2 separate regions of the Anas platyrhynchos genome follow, and region 2 is linked to region 1. Evidence: chromatin contacts called from public Hi-C data. All regions are on one chromosome and are shown on one strand. Each heading gives the region's core, a stretch centred on a gene start, on an enhancer-like site or on the middle of the called end of the contact. The rest is flanking DNA. Distances are from core to core; before and after follow the strand shown. Region 1 overlaps KCNK12 (potassium two pore domain channel subfamily K member 12). Region 2 holds the start of SPDYA (speedy/RINGO cell cycle regulator family member A).

Region 1 (4,532 bases), core at 361-2,860:
AAAACCAACATCTTCCTCAGAAAATAACCTCAACCCATACTCTGGGTTAAAATGCATTCTGGGCACATTCAGTTCCAGATTAAAACTTGGGGGATAAGGGTTGGCTAAACCAGTATCTCACCTTGTTTAAGTCTGGATCTGGCCCTGAACTTTGTACTTGATGCTCTTCAGCGGTTCCTCATACAAGGCCTGTATATAACATACATGTAGGTGACTGCAGTTATGCCAGCTTTAGGGTGATTGTGCTTCACTTCAATAATCCTATTGACCTCAATGGCAGAGGATCAAATTGACTGAATTCTCCTGACTGTCAATGATTTTTTTCAGCTAGTCTTGTTTAAACCACTATGTGCTACCTAACTATTAAAAGTCAGGGGATTATCAGTCAGAAGAAGCATGTTGAAAATGTGCAAAACTATTCCTACCTACTGAATAAGTGAAGACATGCCAGAGAAGCCAGTATTCATCTCTGGTGTCAAATCTTTGCATTACCACTGAAATGTAAGTTAAACTGTTTACTAATTACATTACTTTTACATGAAACAGTCTTATAAAGCGAATGTAGGCTCTCTTTGTTGTCATAAATTTGTATCCTCTACTTCTACAATACTGTTGCACAGAATCATGCAAATAGTTTCTTTGCAGTTCTTCAAGGGCCCCAACACTGTACTTGTTTTCCACAAACCTGACTGTGAAAGTTATACAAAGGAGCTTTTGCTCTGGATCATTTATCTGTTCTGTGCCACTTCTTTAAAGATGTATAGATAATACGAAGGCTTCTGTATATTTCAGAAAGAAATACAACTTAAGGTTGAAGCCTTAGGCAAGGTGATGACTACTAGGGTGTCTGTTGAAAAAAAAATAATGAAAAAGCTAATGGAAACAGACTAGGAATATTAGAAATGTTTGAAAATACATCTGTGGAGTGTCATATTGTTACTGTGTTTTGCATGTGTTTGGGGTCTTGCTCTTTTTGTTTTCTTTTTAACTTGTAGGAGTGCAAAACATTTCAGAATTTAACCTTGGAAAACTAACTTTTAAATGAAGGTTTTGCACACTTGATACTGCCAGCTGAAGGATGGCAGTGACTGTATATTTTGTCTAAAGGAGAAGGAATCAGAGCAGCAGATAGAGCATCACATGTGGCTCTTATATCATAAACATAGTCACAACTTTTATCAAGATGCATCTGGCTGTGAGAAACATCTCAAATAATTTTCTTCAGACAGGATCTTCTGTGAAGCTATTTTATTCGCGATTGCAATGGTGGGCGTCCTGTCAATCAGGAGTGCATTTTAGTAAGCAAATCATAACCTTTTATTCCCTATTACCCGATGCCTAATAACCTCCCCTGTTTCCTCATTGGCTGAGTACTACAGGTTCACAAGCTACTCGACGCTCCTCTATACCATATATGTACATTTTTTCTTTTTTTCAACCCTTTAATTTCTCCTTTCTTATATTTTGAGAACTTGTGATCTTTGTTTTACTGTTCTTACACTGCTCATCCTGTTTTTCTCAAGCTGCTACCTTATTTTGGAACAGTGAGGCCTTCTACTGTCCACTTATCTACTTAGCATTTCTCCTTATTATGACTACACAACTATCTTGGAACACAGAAAACAGTTGTGTTTTTGCTGTAGTTCTCTACAGCAAAAACACAACTTAGTTTCTCACATGGCCAAAAACACTCAATGATGTTTGCATTCTCTATCTACCTGATACAAAGTCCTATTTAAGATTACTTGGCGTGGCAGAGACTGCATTCAAGAGGCATTCATCTGGCAGGAGCTTCCTTGGTGACAGAGACCCCCAAAGCAGCACGTGTCTGTGTGTGCAGTCTGTCTCAGGTGCTACGTTTGTGCAGCCTTTTGAGGAAGCATGCAAAGGTCAAAGTGTTTGTCATGCTAAGTTTAAGCCCCCTGAAGGATTACTGTAAGCAGGATGTGTAGGTGCAGGTCATGGTCTGGGGAAAGCTCAAAGACCCAGTTCAGGAAGGTGACTTCCAGAGCCACAGGGGCCATCTTTAGGGACAGCAGAGGCAAATGAATTTGGTCTTTCCCACAGGATTATCTCCAAGGATACACCTCTTTAATTATTACAATTTATGAATTAGCTTATTAAGAGCATGTATGGTGTGCTGCTGTCTCTTTGCAGCTAGGCCACTCTTAGGATTGTACCTTAGTACCTTTGCCATTGCTTGAGCTCATTGAAGAGAAACCCACTGTGTGAAGTGCAGCACGAGTAGAGGCAGATGGGCTTTATTCCAGCAGAATTACTTAGGTTTATCATTATAAAACTGAGTTCAAATGCATTAACATTCTGTGAGCCCAGGAGACACATTTTTATGATAGCAAAATTGCAAATTAAGGGGTTTTATTTTTTCAGTAAGTTGTTTTTAAAGAATGAGAATTATAGCTATGATTAGGGACATGTTTAAACGTTTGTAAATTGTTTTCAAACTACCTGCTCCTGCCTGGGAAATGTGAAGTAATATGCAGTTGTACATACACCTGCTCTGCTATTGCTGCACTTTTCTGAGTCCACTGAGTTCTGATTTACACATTACTGTTTCTTATTGCCTTCATCTGATCTAGATGCTAGACTGGACCCCGGAGGAAGAGCATTGTAGCACCCTTTGCAGTTCCTATTGACACCAGGGGAACTTGGATTGGCTTTTAGAACTGGGTTCTCCAAGGGATTTGGACATCTGATTGCTACTGTGTGCAATTATGTCCAGTGTCTCATTACTCCTGAGATCCTTGAAAACTTTCTCCTTAGCCTCAGAGGGATGTAAGGTACATGCCTTGATTTCTACCAATGGCCCCATTCGTTGCAGTGCATAGATCCCCACATAGTGACATGACTCAACTACAGGGACCCTCTAGCTTGTGTCTAAACTCCATAAAAATCCCTAAACTCATCTGACTCATCAAGCCCAGTTTACAACAGTGTTCAGAGTCTGGCTACTGAACTGCGTCTCACTGGAGAGCTCATGAGAAGGGGCAGACTTATGCTTCCCTCATATTCAGTAGCCAAAGTGTTTTTCATGCATGAAAAGCAAGTTCCAAATCCGTAGACTTCTGCCTACTATTACTATCTGAGCAGTCATCACCCATGTGCATGAATACACGAGCCAAGAGGACACAGGAGATTTGAAACTAGTTTTCCACAGTCCCTCCTTCTCTTTAGTTTTCTCATGGAAACTTTAAGCTTGCAAGGCTTGAGCAAGGATCTCCTCTCCTTTGTTATGTATGATTCTACTCACAATTCCCCAGGGCAGCCTGTTTCTTTTATGAAGTAAACCCTAAACATGCACTAAGTGCACCAAGTGCAATTTCTTCTGGTATTTCTTCACAAACAACCGGGATACCTTCAATATGCAGATATAGGCTGAAGCACAAGAAATCAGAAGGAAACTGAAGGAACAGAATAAGAAAATGAAAGCACACTGCACTAGATTGCACTTTCTTTTCAGGAAACTTGGGAGTCTTGATTTTATTTTTATTTTTTTTCCCATGTTTTATTTTTGGGCAGCCAAAAAGTTAACTTAGGAGCTGAAAGTTCATCTTTCCTTATTCACCCCTTTTTGCATCATCCCCCAGAGCAGCAGCAGTGATCCCTGCTGGCTCAGACCCAGTCATCTCAGTTGCCTGATGAGCAGCTATACAGGCAGCACAAGCTGTAACTCAGCTCCGGTACCCCAAATATTGGGCTTTTGCTAATTAAGCCTGAGAAGTGCATTCACAAGCAGCAGAAAGTTGCAGAACTTCTCCGTGAGCCAGCCAAAAATGAGAGAAATGATTGCACAGGCATGAACTGCTCAGACCTCCAGCAAGAACGGAAGAGATAATATTTTCACCTGATCCAAGTACTAATATCTTGCAGATAAAAATTAAAATTTAAGTGGAAACTAACAAGACCATGACTATGAATCCTCTCTTTCTGATGGAGCTCAGGACAGAACATTTACAAGGAATAGTTCTTGTGAAACCAGTAGTGTTTAACATGCCATTGCCTTTCCTTCTTGGGGTTTGTCTTGCCAACTTTCAAACCCAGTTTCAAGTCACACTGACACATCATCAGATTGCCACTTTTCTTCCCATCTGAAAACACACTTCATGTTTTGTGAAAAAAATAAATAGATTGCCTTTTATTTCCTTGATATGTAAATGATGTCCTTCAAACAATGCAAAAGTTCAGTGAAACAATCTCGTTGACCTCCATCACAGATAGCAGTTTAGGAGGGACATGGCTGCAATTTATGAAATTCTGGTTTGCCTGTCTCCCCTCTGGAGGAAATCTTTCATAAGTAACTGCTGTTAACAGCAAGAATTGCAAATGCACTTTAGGCAGTGGTTGGAATAAAGCAGCAAAACCAAAAATGGAAAGATAGTCTGCTATAACTGGTATTTTTGCCTCTTTGATGAGTATGTGCTAATTGATAGCCCAATTGTCATCTCTATTTGCAGCCAAAATTATTACTGGAAATAATTCTCACTTTTTTTTGGTCTTTTTCTAACTTCTTCACT
Region 2 (4,449 bases), core at 1,479-3,978, 68 kb after region 1:
TTGTGTTCAATAAGTTAAGCTATTTTGCAAGCCTCCATTGAGATCCGTACTTTATGCAACAAAACTTCAAAGTCACTGAAAGTTTTTAGTGAATTAGTCACAAAATAAAACGTGCTTCTTACCGTAACATCGGCTACATAGCGCCCATTCAGCTTATAACGGTTGGGAATTGTTTCTTTGAAGAATCTACAAGGATATTACAACCGCAACTGTTAAAAGCAGTAGTATTTTTTACACATCACTTTTTAGATAACTAGTACAATTTACACCCCCCACTACCTCCACCCCCAAGTCTGTTTGTGGGGGATTGACCCTAGCTGACACCTATGCAAGCCAGTCTCCAAGCAATAGCTACTTTGGAACCACCCTCTCCAAACCTTATTTATTGCCGAGCATGATGTTATATGATCTGGGATAGCTCGTTGGTCAATTCAGGTCAGCTGTCTTGGATGTTTCCCCTCCCAACCTCCTGCCCATCCCTAACCTACTCACTGAGGCAGCAGAGGGAGAGACAGACAAGACCTTTACACTATAACTAACTGATTCTTATCAGCACTGTTTTGGTGACCAGACTAACACTGCATTATATTGGCTGATACAAAGAAAATTAACTCCACCCCAGCCAGGCCCAGCATACTCATTAAGAGGTACCAGAGCTCTGTTAATTCCCAACAGTGAAGTTGCACTTACTGCAAAACAAACAATTACTGCACTGGTGAAGATCAAAAGACTTTAAATAGTTTTGAGAGTTCACAAATACAGCAGAAGCTTCTGTTCTAGCAATAAGCAAAAAAACCCTCACAGCTACAAGCACATTTTTCTTGCTATATGACCTTTGACAAGAAGAATTTTATTTAAGCCAAGAAATATAGCTAGCCTGATGTTTTGTCTCCTACTTCTTTTATGAAGTCCCTCCTCTATCTCTCCATCAGTTTCATTTTTGAGCAGTTTCACCTGATTATCTTCTTTACTATCTTGACTTGATTAAAAGGTACATTTCCACTTAAAAATGATGGTGATTGGTTTCCATTTAAACCGTTAATTTCCAATAAAATTAAAGCAAGCTTTATGAAGGACCTATAGGTCACTTACAAGTCTTACAAATAAATTAGTTCACACATTTGACAATGCTTTTAAACACTTGGTTGTTTAGAAGTACAGTAGGTCACTTACTTCTTCAGAGACTCAGTGTTCAGAGGAGTTTCTCTTTCAGCATGTTTTATTTTAACGATGATCCACCTGAAGTAATGAATATTCTTAAAAACACATGCATATGAACAACGTACACCAAGAATCTAATCCCATGTGGGGGGTGGAGGTGAATGAAGTAGTGAGAGGAGGAAAAAAAAAAATATATATATATATATATATCTCCTCCCCTCTCCCCATAAATCTCATTGTTTCCAAAGGAAAAAGGCAGTAAACAAGTACTTATTGCTCCATGTTCATTCAGTCCCAGTGTATCACTCACACAGATAAATCCTCTGTAAGGCAGAACCTAATACAGGAATGCTTTTAGGTCACAGCACGCCCTGCTAAAAAGACTTACGTTGTTCTGACTAATTGATTGCACTTCAAGTCTGTGTCATGTTTGTCAGTTCTTCTAACACCAGCTGTATTCACACACCAACAGGTGGTTCCATTGCACTGCTTTGCCTTGAAGACACCATTGTTTTCACACTCAGGATCATAAAGACCATCAGTATCTTCAAACGCATCTTTTGGCTTTTCACGACGACCTGATTTTGTGCTTTTTACTTCTGCTTTCATCAACAAGCATTTTGATGTCACTAAAAATAACCAGAAAGTCACATTTTACAATTTCAGACCATGCACACACAAAAACAAAACTCCATAAAACCACATGGTTACTTCAGAAGCAACTGCATTTGAAGCCATTTCAAGGAAAAAGATCAGATACCAAAGGTATAGGTAATAAATAAAGCCAATATGGTTTGGAGTATATCAGCTTCTGAAGCCAAATGCAGAAGTCTAGGCAGTTTCGGTTTCTTCCACCCAGATAAAGATTTACAGGCTACCTCAAACCAAGAAGTAAGGCTTTTAGAAAAGGCTCTTTCACCCCTAAATTCATAGGAAAAGTCACGATATGTGCTTAGAAGGAAGCAAAAAATTAACGTTTGAGAAACCCTTTTCGTTAGGCAAGGATCAGATAGTGAAAGAGATCAGGGAACTGGAGTCACGCAGCAGGAATCAGACGCGCTCATTGTTCATTGCCAGTTGACCTAGAAGACCAGGAAGAATCTTTCTTCCCTTCCCTTGCCGTCGTTACTTGCCAGGAGCTCATTGCGCACGGTCACATACCCCCTCTTACACGGTACCTGGCACTTTTATTTAGGATCCCCATAGTAGTGAGAGCTCCTAGGTTAAAACCCACAGAGGACAAGCGGGCTGTACTCACGAGTATTACAGTTGACGGTGATACCGGAGCCGATGGAGCTGCACTGGCAGACGCCGTTAGACAACTTGCAGTCGGTGACACGCTTGTTATTCTCGCAAACACACTCTGGAAGAGACACACAGCCATGAGCGCGGATGCTCCCGAAGGCGAGGCCGGGCGGAGGCTGACCCCGCGGGCGAGGAGGGGAGCCACAGCCGCCCCTCACCCGCAGCCACCCCGCGGCTCCAGCGTTGGGCGAGAACTTTCCCCTCGAAGCCCCAGGACCGGCTCCGGCCCTTTTTTGCTGCTGGGCACCCCAAACCGTGGGGAGAGCCGTCGGGGGAGAGGGACACGACAGACCGGGCACCCTCCCGCCCGCGGGCAGCCCCTGCCTCAGCGGGGGCGCCATTTTGTGGCGCTGCCAGGGGCCGGGCGGAGCGGGGCGCCCACCGCCCCGGTTCGTGGGGGCGGCTCCGCGGGGAACGAGCGGGGTCGCCCTCAGTGGGGTCGAGGGCCCCGTTTGGGGTTAGCGGGGAAGGCGTGGGGCGAGACGAGGGGCGCGGGGCAGGCACTCACCGTTCTGGGCGCTGGCAGCGGCGCAGAGCAGCAGCAGGAGCGCAGCCCCGCGGAGCGGCTCCATGGCTTCGGCCGGCGGTGGGGCGCGGAGAGGCCGGGGAGAAAGCCTCGGAGGAGCGGGTTTGGGGAGAAAGAGGGAGAGAGAGCGCTGCTTGCGCGGCGGGGAGCGATGTGAGCCGCCCGACAGGTTCGGCAGGGGATGGCCGCGCCGCGCCCTCCTGGCTCCGGTTACACCTGCGAGGCGCAGAGGGCGGCAGCAGCACCTCCTCCCCGGGCAGCCGGGCGTTGTTAAACCGCCCCCTCCCCCCCGCACCTGGGCGAAACTGGATGGAGCAGGGCGAGCCTGAGCTCAGCGCCCTCCCTTTCCCTGCCCCGGCCCAAATATAGCCCCTTCCGGGGCGGCCGAGGGGAGCGCCCCGAGGTGCGGCCCGGAGGGAGGGAGAGGGGACGAAACCGCGCTGCCCCGAGCCGGCGGGGGGAGGAGGGGGTGGTGGCAGCAGGCAGCCGCCCCCGACGACGAGGAGAAACTGTTAGTCACCGGGAGAAGTCCCGGGAAGGCGTGTGTGTGTGTCCGAGTGTGTCCGGGGCTCCCCGGCCCCGCCTCGCCCTTTTGGTTCCCTCCCTGAGGTGTTTCGTGCCCCCCCGGGGGGTCGCGCTGCCACCCCCTGCTCCCGCAGCCCACCTCCGCCGGGCCGAGGAGCAGCGGTAGATAGCGATGTTTAATGATTAATTCTGCTCGGTGGTGCCGGCTGAACTCTTTTTCTATGAGCCTTTAACAGAAATCCCGATAATCCCGGAGTTAGCTTAGCAAAAAACCAGGCACCTGTCTATGCAGAGCACACTTTCTCAAGGATCGTTCTATTTCCCCCCCTAAAACACTACTGTATATGCTTGGTTACTCCCCTTTAGGACTGCTCTGAAGCGAATCTCTCTGGTACGGGACTGTCTGCACTTTCCTCGTTGAGAAATCAAAGTCTTCGGTACCATGTCCCTGAGCAGTGCAGCTTACCAGGAACCTGTGAAACTGTAGGTAGTGCAAAAGCCCTGGCAATGTTACAGAAGATGAAAGGTAGGGAAGCTTGCTGCTGGTTTTAGAATTACTCTCCGAAGTGGAAAAGGGATGCCAAAATGTAAAACAAAAATAAGGTGTGGTACGCCTTTTTCTGAATCTTTTCTGAATGTATTAATTCAGCTTAAAAAAATCTTTCTGAAAGATATACCAGTGTCCTGAAAACTAAGTTATTTTAGGAAAGGAGAAAAACAATGACAACTTGCATTTATGAGAAATCGGTATTTTCAAGGACAGTTGAAACTTCCTCTTACCAGTGTTGATATTCACTGTACAATACAAACGCATTGCCACTCCTTTTACATGCAAATCTCAGTTAATGAAACGGTTTAAAACCTTTGCATGTTCTGAAAGTAAGCACAGGTTAGCGGTCTGTGCCATTTTGTCTCTATGTGTGCTAAGTTTG

The links. A called contact is a pair of places that touch in the nucleus more often than the background predicts.
Region 2: a Hi-C map of small yellow follicle shows a contact between it and region 1, with 2.8 times the contacts expected there. The contact joins the promoter of SPDYA here to the enhancer-like site in region 1. A contact is called at or near these places in 3 of 8 Hi-C or Micro-C datasets (liver, skeletal muscle and small yellow follicle).

Annotation. Positions count from the first base shown.
Region 1 is chr3:18,639,936-18,644,467 of IASCAAS_PekinDuck_T2T, forward strand. It overlaps KCNK12 (potassium two pore domain channel subfamily K member 12), which reads left to right. Exons shown (of 2, transcript XM_038176445.2): 2 at 1-4,532. Among named protein-coding and RNA genes, the nearest start is that of KCNK12, 19 kb to the left of the region's middle. Within about 2 kb of position 1,611, at least 3 of the 8 cell types and tissues checked have an H3K27ac peak or open chromatin away from gene starts, as enhancers often do. A contact at or near this core is called in small yellow follicle, where this site is marked.
Region 2 is chr3:18,706,846-18,711,294 of IASCAAS_PekinDuck_T2T, forward strand. SPDYA (speedy/RINGO cell cycle regulator family member A) reads left to right here and starts at 2,729. Exons shown (of 12, transcript XM_072035460.1): 1 at 2,729-2,855; 2 at 3,884-4,120. It overlaps EPCAM (epithelial cell adhesion molecule), which reads right to left and starts at 3,336. Exons shown (of 9, transcript XM_027453624.3): 1 at 2,975-3,336; 2 at 2,420-2,524; 3 at 1,550-1,790; 4 at 1,174-1,239; 5 at 123-186. The coding sequence starts at 3,038.